Regions from separate parts of the Mus musculus genome. Here region 1 is linked to region 2. Evidence: chromatin contacts called from public HiChIP or PLAC-seq data. All regions are on one chromosome and are shown on one strand. The core of a region is the stretch at or near the end of the contact, and the rest is flanking DNA. Distances in the headings are between cores, read along the strand shown.

Region 1 (4,868 bases), core at 138-2,637, 650 kb before region 2:
GACTCACACCCACATCCAGTGACACACACAGATACAGATACACACACAGACACACACACAGAGTGACACACACTGCCACACAAACACACTGGCTGACGTACACACACTGCCACATAAACACTAACAGTGGCTGACAAACACATACTGATACACTGAGACACTGGCATACACACACACATGCGCACACATGCACGCACACACGCACACGAGGAACCCTGACCACACCTCTCATATAGAAGAAATGGCAATGATGAGGAAAAGCCCTGGGGAGGGAAAGCAGGGGTCACAGCCCCCCTCCAAGAACACATTATGATTTATTATGTGTGCCTTTGGTGACCATTTAATGCCATGTGTCCCTTTGGCCACCTCCCCTGTAAATTTACAAGCACACTATAAACATGACCATTTAATTCTTTTGCTGGCCCACAGGACCTAACACAGTTCTGCTGCAGATCCAGCAATGTAAAACATTGTTTTTAATTAAATGCAACCAGCACTTCCTCTATGTGTCCCAGAAAGAGTTTAGTAGATTTCCAAGGAGTCCAGACCTCTAACTCCACTGAGTTCCTTATGTTATTCTCAATTTCTGAATACTAATGAGAAGTCATAAATTCACCTTCCACTGAGTTCATGTGTCTTACTTTGAGAAGTTTCTAAAAGTAAAAAGTTTTCAATTGAAGTTTCTCTCAAATGCTGCAATTTCTCATCATCTCAGTGGAGGGGGGTGGTAAACTTTAGGAAAAAAACTATTGATTTAATACTGAGAGGCACAACTGTAAAACACAGTTTTCACTTCAAGGAAAGCAGAGACAGCTTATTCTTGAGCCAAATATGATGACTGTCACGTGAGCCATGCATTCAGGATGATAATTACAATATTCCAACATGCAAGTGATTACAAAAGCTCTCAGCAGATACAGAACAAAAAGAAGCTATAAATCAAGGTGGTTACTAAATAGACTGGTGGAGGCCACAGATAGGCGAGTTACAGCTAAGCAGCAAAAACCTCTGCTGTAGACTCCGATGCTAACTGATGACATTCCTAGCTTTTGGGACTGGAGGGGCAATTATTGATCTGCTGGGAATACACTACAAAAGTTTGACTGATAATCAGAGATAATCAGGTCAGACACAGAGGTCGCTATAAGGGGACCGAGGACAGCCCAAGATAATTTGGCTTTGGAGCTGCCACATTCTAACCTTCTACAATCAAGAGTGAGAATTCTAATTAGTCATTTTGCCTTGTAGAATATTCAGTGTAAGTGTTTCCTCCAAACCCTAGTTTTCAGAGGCAAGAAAATTCTGAAGGTCCTATCTCTCAAGGGCCTCAAACATCACCCCATGTGTGAGAATCACCCAGGAGGAACGTTAAAAAAAATAGTATGCTTGACTGAGTCCCAAGTGGGCCAGCCCAAGGCAGCGATCATATCTTGTTTACATATGCATGGAGGCAGCAGAAAAGACACCTCTTCCCTTCCCCCCACTCCCCCCACGTAGAGCTAACTTCAGGTTTACTTTGTCACACAAACTCACAGAAGTAAGAGAGATGCAGGGAACTGCATCCCACCATGTGACCTCATGTTCATAATTGCCCTTCACGCTCCACGACCCAACAGGCCTGCTCAGAGTCTGGTCTGTATCCCCAGCCTCTGCCTGGGGTTCTTTGCAGCAAATGAGTGGCTGTCTTCAGCGTGATCAAGAATAGATGTTTCAATAACAAAGCGTGCTAAGGGAAAGGCAAGAGACTTGAAAAACATTCCAGTAAGTTCTCCTCACAATCTAAACCGAATCCTTCATTCAGTGTTCTCAAATTCTACTAGTCAAAGCAGTACAACTTCAATGTAACTATTTCTAGAGACAGAACAGAGTGGTGGAGGGAGAGAGGGGAGCAGGGGGGGAGAGAAAGACAGAGAGAGGTAGAGGGGCGGGGAGAGGAGAGAAGAAAGGACACATTCACATAGATAGAGAGAAAGGAGAGAGGAAAAGAGGGAGAGAGGGAGACGAAGAGATAGAGAAAGGGTAACGAAGAGAATGAGAGAGGAGGGGAGAGGGAAAGGAGGAGACACAATAGAGATGGGGAGAGGGAGAATGAAAGGGAGGGAGAGAGGAGAGGAGAGGGAGAAAGAAGGAGAGGGAGAAAGAGGGGGAAGAGGGGAAAAGAGGGGGAGGAAGGGAGAGAGAGAGAGAGAGAGAGAGAGAGAGAGAGAGAGAGAGAGAACACCATGCTCTTAACCACAGAGCCATCTTCAGCTCCAACATCTTTGCGAACAACTGGCTTAGACCAGGAGAACACTACCAGAGGAAGACTCTAGTCCCGGCTCTGTCACTACAGCCCTTTGTCTCTGTCCACTCCAAGCAAACATAGGAACCACTATACTTAACCACTGTGATGATTCAAAGATTAAATATATCCCAGGGTTTCTTGTAATAAATGTATTATCATCATACTGATATTTCCGCCTCTTATTTCTGAGACAAAGTCTCACTGCAAATTAGCCTCGTGCCTCCAGCCCCCAAGTGCTGCGTTGACATTCGTGCACCCCCATACCTGGCCTTTCCTTTTGATTTTAAAAGAAGTGAAAAAGAGCATTCCTGGGCTTCTCTGAAAGAATCATGAGCCTTAGGCACCACAGCGACCACCATCTCTCACAGTCGGGCGTGGTGGCTTTGAGCCTAAGCCTACCTTCTCACTGACGGAGCCACCCGCTTGCTCCTCAGCCACTGGGAACAGGACTTGGCAACTTGCTGTTCTGCTCAGCATCCAGAGAAGCAGGATATCCACATGGGCACAAGGCTAGCTCTCCAGGGCTGTTCCCAGACACAGCAGGAGGCAGTCACCAGATATCAGCAGCCCCTGGCGTCCCTATTGGTATAGGAGCAGAGCTATAGATGTTGCTACAGTTTAGGTGATCTGAGCAGAGGCTGTTAGGCACAGAGATTCCACAGTGCAGTTTACACAGAGCCTCAGCCTCCAGGTCCATATCTGTGTGTCTTATCCGAAGCGGGCAGCCTCTCTAATTTCTTTTTTTTTTTTTTAAGTATTTTTTTATTACGTATTTTCCTCAATTACATTTCCAATGCTATCCCAAAAGTCCCCCATACCGTCCCCCCCACTCCCCTACCCACCCATTCCCACTTTTTGGCCCTGGTGTTCCCCTGTACTGGGGCATATAAAGTTTGCGTGTCCAATGGGCCTCTCTTTCCAGTGATGGCCGACTAGGCCATCTTTTGATACATATGCAGCTAGAGTCAAGAGCTCCGGGGTACTGGTTAGTTCATATTGTTGTTCCACCTACAGGGTTGCAGATCCCTTTAGCTCCTTGGATACTTTCTCTAGCTCCTCCATTGGGGGCCCTGTGATCCATCCAATAGCTGACTGTGAGCATCCACTTCTGTGTTTGCTAGGCCCCGGCCTAGTCTCAGAAGAGACAGCTATATCAGGGTCCTTTCAGCAAACGCTTGCTAGTGTATGCACCCTTCGTTTTCTCTTTCCCCCTCCCCTCCCTTCCTCTTGTCTTTCCTTGTGGCCTCTGCTTTCCACACTCCCAATCCTCAACCCCTGGTCTTTGCATCTGTGTTAACTGTTCACGATGGCCGTCTTGCCTTGGCCTGCAATAGGCTGGCAAGCCCTGAAGCCACCCCCAGGGGACAATAGGGCCTCCTCTGTGCCAAGGCCTTTCAGGGTGAGAACAGACTGAGAGGTGACAGTTGAGTGTAGCTAGCCTGTGGGTTGGAAGCCCCTGCAGTGAGCAGCAGGGCTCAGCAGCCACCTCAGTGCCCTGGGATGAGACAGTGGCCATACAAAGAAGACAAAGGAACAGCATGCCGCTATAAAAAAAAAAAAAAAAAAAAGACTAGAGGAGATCTTACAAAAAATGATTATGAATGGAGTATTTCCAAGGTTACAGTGCCAGGAGGGAAAAAAAAAGGCAGAGGGCAACAAAGTTTATAAAGTGGAGCCTTTTATAGATAAGAAAGGCCCCAGACTCGCCTGCTTCCCCTGCAAGAGAAGCTACAAGAAGGACAGCTGGAAAAGCAATTTATTAACAAGGTGGGTGTGTTGGGGTGGAGCACCTGGGCAGTCACATGGGGTAGAAAGACCTTAAGGGAAGAAGGGCCCTGTACTGAGTCTATTGTTTGTGTAGTTTGGGACTTCAGAGCATATCATCATCATCATCACCACCACCATCATCATCATCGTCATTGAAATCGTCAAGAGCAGGAGTCAGTTTGGGGAGGGGTTTGGGGGGGCAGTTCAAAATGGGACAGAAGCAGAGACAAACAGTCCTAGTTATTCTGCAAATAAAAGAATGACAGTTAAAAGAGCAGGACCCAAAGCAAACATACTATCTGTTTTAAAGAAATGTGGACAGGTAGTAGACCAGTGGGTCTCCACCCTCACAGAGGTTGCATATCAGATATTTATATTACAATTCGTAACAGTAGCAAAATTACAGGTATCAAGTGGCAAGGAAGTAATTTTAGGGTTGGAGTTAAAGGGTCGCAGCATTAGGAGGGTTGAGAACCACTGTCATGGACTATCGGCTGAGACCACGCTTCTGAAGTTGTTCCCAATGTTAGCACTACCTCAGGTAGATTCTAAGCCTGACCAGGTAACAGCATGAGTTGCAGGAAATAAAAAAGCCATCTCTCTCACAGTAGGTGAAGATGCTTACAGGAAGTCAAGGGGCAAGCAAGGCTGGTGTGTGTGCACCCTGTGGTCTGCTTTGGAAAGGTGTGGACTTGGGTTCAGTGGTGGCCAATACGCATTCCCAAGCGTTTCCGAAGTAGCCGTGTGCACAGGCGTGTGTGGGGTTCATGTGAACACAGACAGGATGATTAAACAAGGGCGGAAGTCTAAGTGGAGG
Region 2 (4,459 bases), core at 912-3,411:
TATAAACCAGGTGGCCTCAAACTCAGAGATCCACCTGCCTCTGCCTCCTGAGTGCTGGGATTAAAGACGTGCACCACCGCCTGGCTCTGAGTCGCTGTTTTTTCAGTTTAATTTTCTCGTAAAAAGTTTCAGGGCGCCGGGCGGTGGTGGCGCACACTTTTAATCACAGCACTCAGGAGGCAGAGGAAGGCGGATTTCGGAGTTCAAGGCCAGCCTGGTCTCCAGAGTGAGTTCCAGGACAGCCAGAGCTACATAGAGAAACCCTGTCTCAAAAAAAAAAAAAAAGTGGAAAAAAAAAGTTTTAGGGTAGCAGATGGCTCAGTGGGTAAAGGAGCTTGCTGCTAAGTCTGACACCCCCAGTTTGATCTCCAAGACCAACATGTTTCGATTCAAACAAACCTTTCAGAAACTAGCCTTTGCAGACACTTGGGTCATGGTACACACACACACACACACACTATTTCCTTTTGAGCCTCAGTGAAGGGGCAGTCATAAGGTCCTGCTTAGTAAAGTTGCTAAGCTGCCAGAGAGTAGATGAGTCTAAGTGCTGGTGATGTGTCTGGGGATCCCTACATTATTACAACTTATGGAGGGGAGAGAAGGAAGAAGAAGAAAACATCCCCAACCCTGGGACCGACAATGAGCACTACTGTGCTGAGAGCCCTGATGCTGGGGGTAAAAATCAAGACCTTGCATTGTCTCGGGTTTGCTTTAACAGAACCCCGTTTGAGGCAGGGCCCACCCACATAACGAAACTGAGGTTCAGAGGGCAGAGAACTCACGGGTCAAAGCACCTCTGCCTCTGGTTTGCTATTTGCCTCTTGAGTTGGAAGAATCTGAAAGCAAAGCGAACGGCTTTCTAATTTTCCAGGATGAAGCTGGATTCCACCCATCCCGTCCCTCACTTCAGCTGCTCTTCCGGCTCCTCTCGCAGCACCTTCAAGCAAGTTACTTTAAAACACCACCAATAAATGCGCAAAACCATATATCCCAGAAGTGTGTGTGGGGGGGGCGGGAGGGTGTTTGTGGTTTTATTTACATACAAATAAGATGTACTGTGCACCTGGCACCGAGGTGGGGGGCTCTGATGGCAGCTGCACAACTCTTCCCTTGTGGGTCTTGGAGGAAACACGGTGAGTGATCTCAGCATAGTAAGGTTTGTTGCACATCAGGGTCATGTCAAGCTCCGTGACCTGGTGGACCAGGGACTTCCGGAAGCCACGGGGCAGTATGAGTCTTCTTTCTTGCTTGGATGTGTATGTATACCTGAGCGCTGGTACCCATGGATGCCAGAGATGCTGGAACTCCTGACATGGGTGCTGAGGATGGAGCCTGGGTCAGGTAGAAGAGTGATGCACAGTCTCAGCTGCTGGGCTATTATATTCTCTCTCCACTCTGCTTAGTTGTCTTGTCCTATAACCAGTGTTAGGCACTAGGACCTGGCCCTTGAACCTTCTGGGTTTCTACCAGTTACCCTTAATTTTGACAGGAGTCTGACTGGTACTAGATCAAGTTCTTTGTCCTCTTTGTGACAATCTCCAGCTTCACCAGAGGTCTGAAGGCAGTGACGAGCAGAGCTGCTTCTATAGCAGGACAAGGGCTGTCCCCACCCCAATGATGAATGACAGAGTCCCATACAGAAGCCAAGGCCACACATCTGGAGACCAGCCACACCAAGGCCTTGGAGCAATGGAGACTTGTCCAAGATTTTTCTTTTTTGGTTTTTCGAGACAGGGTTTCTCTGTAAAGCCCTGGCTGTCCTGAAACTCACTTTGTAGAACAAGCTGGCCTCAAATTCAGAAATCTGCCTGCCTCTGCCTCCCAAGTGCTGGGATTAAAGGCGTGTGCCACCACACCCAGCTCCAAGATTTTTCTTGATAGCACAAAAATAAAACACCAGTGGAACCTACTCTATACATCTTCAAATCCTCCCAGCTAAAACAAAACAAAACAAAACAGAAACCAGCAAATAGTCAGAATAGCGTTTGTCAGGGAGGAGGAACAGTGTTGTGTGGAAGGCTGGCCTTGCCTGTAAGTGACTTATTCATGACCTTTAGAAAGAAGACAGGTGGAATCAGAAAAGCAAAGACAGAGAGGTCTGGGTATATGGCCGGCTTCCCGCACCAGCACTGCCCCCAGCAGGTAGGGTTGGGAGCCACAGGCTTCTGGGAACCCCGTGCCCTGCCTGTGGTGGACCCACTGCACTGTCTCAGGCTCCCACCGTTTCTGGGCTTCCCTTGTAACTTGGTACACAGCGCCCTCTAGTGGCCACAAGAAGTCTTTCTATCCTACAATTTTCTTGTTTAGTGTTGTTTTTTTTCCAGACAGGGTCTTTGTGCAGCCCTGCCTGTTGCGATGGTTTGTATATGCTGGGCCAAGGGAGTGGCTCTATTAGGAGGTGTGGCCTTGTTAAGTAGGTGTGTCACTATGGGCGTGGGCTTTAATACCCTTGTCCAAGCTGCTTGGAAGCCTTCTGTTTGCCTTCAGATGAAGATGTAGAACTCTCAGCTCCCCCTGCATCAAGCCTACCCTGGCATGGTGCGTTGCTGTGATAGACCTGACCATGCTCTTGTGTGGAAGATTGTGGATGTTTGGGACTTTGGATTTGGAAAGCAGTGGAATGTTTTAAGTGTGGCTTAGTGGGCCATCCTAGCAGGAATATGGAAGACTTCGTTGCTAAGGATGATTTGAACTGTGGAAGCCTGGCTCTAGAGGTTTCAGAGAATTTTAATATGTGGCCAAGAGACAGTTTTTGTGATATTTTGGTGACTAATGTGGCTGCCTTTCGCCCTTGTCTGAAGATTCTAAGCCTAAGGTAAAAAGATTTATATTAATTGTACTGACAAAGGAAGCCTGAGAAACGCCCAGCATAGACTTTGTTCTCTAGTTGAGTCTCATGAAGAGCATTTTGAGCAAGTGTAGCAAGCTTAGAAAGGAAAAATATAATGGGGCATCAGGAAGTGAAATGAAACTGAATCCTGTATTCACAGATATTAAATTGAATTAAAGGAGTGGTGACCTAGGGGCAAGACCCCACCCATCTAAATTTAGGTCCAGGTTTGGTAGAAAAAAACCCTTTAATCCCAGGAGGCATAGTCAAGCAGTTCTCTGAGTTCAAGGCCGGCCTAGGACAGAGCAGGTTCTAGGTGAAGAAAAGCTTAAGTCTCCAATGGTGGCACATGCCTTTAATCACAGCGTTCAGGAGACAGAGCAATGAAGATCTCTGAGTTCAAAGTCAGTCTACAGAGCAAGTTCCAGGGCAGCCAAGCTTATGCAGTGAAGGAGTTGGAAAACAGAAAGTGATAATGTAATAGATCAAGGGGGCCATGTTCCAGCCCCAGCAAGCAGCAGAACTTGCCAGCTTCAGCCATGTGGCTCTGGCTTTAGAGTCAAGAATAGAAGGGACTATTGGCACAATTGATGCTGGTTAGCTGAAGCTAAGAAATTAGCGGTGATTAAGAAGAGAACAGCAGCTGGGCATGGTGGCCCACGCCTTTAATCCCAGCACTCAGGAGGCACGGGCAGGCAGATTTCTGAGTTCAAGGCCAGCCTGGTCTAGAGTGAGTTCAGGACAGCCATACACAGAGAAACCCTGTCTAGAAAAACCGAAGAAGAAGAAGAAGAAGAAGAAGAAGAAGAAGAAGAAGAAGAAGAAGAAGAAGAAGAAGAAGAAGAAGAAGAAGAAGAAAACAGTATCACTTAGGTGAAATCTGGGAAGTGTTTTCTGAAAGTACAAAGAAGCCATGAGATAGGCAAGGTTGTACCTCGTGCAGCAGCTGGACTTGGTAAATGTGTAAGAGTCACCCAGGTAATAATGGTTTTGAAGGTATGAAGGGGTCATGAAGAGCAGCTGAGGCTTGGTACTGTGAAAGGCCAGGGAAGGCCATTGATGAAGGTGCAGCCTCAGTTGCAGTTGACAACCTAGGACTGAAGGGGTCATGCAAAGGAGTTGAGGCTTGACACCATGAAGAGAGCCTGTGAGAAGCTATTGGTGAAGCCTAGTTGTAGTGGAAGACCCAAGTGTGTCAGAGATGCTAGTACCATGGGATGACCACCTCTTAAGAAAAGCAGCAGCAATGGAGTGGATTAATCTGAGCTTAGAGTACTATAGAGGGCAGAGCTGGAGAAGAGATGCCAGCCCTTTAGAAGAGCCCAGAAGATCATGTGTGGATCCCACACATTGAAACAAGAGGCTGTTAGCGTTTCAGTTGCCTTGGAGACACCAAGATGTTCGAGATGCCAGAGCTGTAGGCTATCTGCTGAGGAAAGCTGCTAACAGGGAGTGGAACCAGCCCGGGGGGAAAGAAGTTTGTTGCAGTCAACAAAGATGAAAAAGAAGTTGGAGATTTGAAGACCACATTGCTTCAGACATGGAGATGCAGAGTTTGAAGTTTGCCCAGCTGGTTTCCGGTCTTGCTTTGGGGATTACAGTTAAGTGATTGGATCAATCTCAGAAGAG

Evidence for each region. HiChIP or PLAC-seq counts read pairs in DNA pulled down with a chosen protein or histone mark.
Region 1: a contact with region 2 is called in an H3K27ac HiChIP or PLAC-seq map of large pre-B cells, with 3 times the contacts expected there. The contact joins two enhancer-like sites. A contact is called at or near these places in 1 of 15 datasets of contacts at CTCF or cohesin (embryonic stem cells), 1 of 484 Hi-C or Micro-C datasets (regulatory T cells), 3 of 115 datasets of contacts at active chromatin or transcription factors (embryonic stem cells and large pre-B cells) and 1 of 9 other capture datasets (embryonic stem cells).

Annotation. Positions count from the first base shown.
Region 1 is chr1:181,522,815-181,527,682 of GRCm38.p6, reverse strand. No RefSeq gene overlaps it. Among named protein-coding and RNA genes, the nearest start is that of Ccdc121, 14 kb to the right of the region's middle. Within about 2 kb of position 1,387, at least 11 of the 459 cell types and tissues checked have an H3K27ac peak or open chromatin away from gene starts, as enhancers often do.
Region 2 is chr1:180,871,988-180,876,446 of GRCm38.p6, reverse strand. It overlaps Gm39714 (a long non-coding RNA gene), which reads left to right. Exons shown (of 3, transcript XR_865782.1): 3 at 872-935. It also overlaps the pseudogene Gm18036. Among named protein-coding and RNA genes, the nearest start is that of Gm39714, 11 kb to the left of the region's middle. Within about 2 kb of position 2,161, at least 32 of the 459 cell types and tissues checked have an H3K27ac peak or open chromatin away from gene starts, as enhancers often do.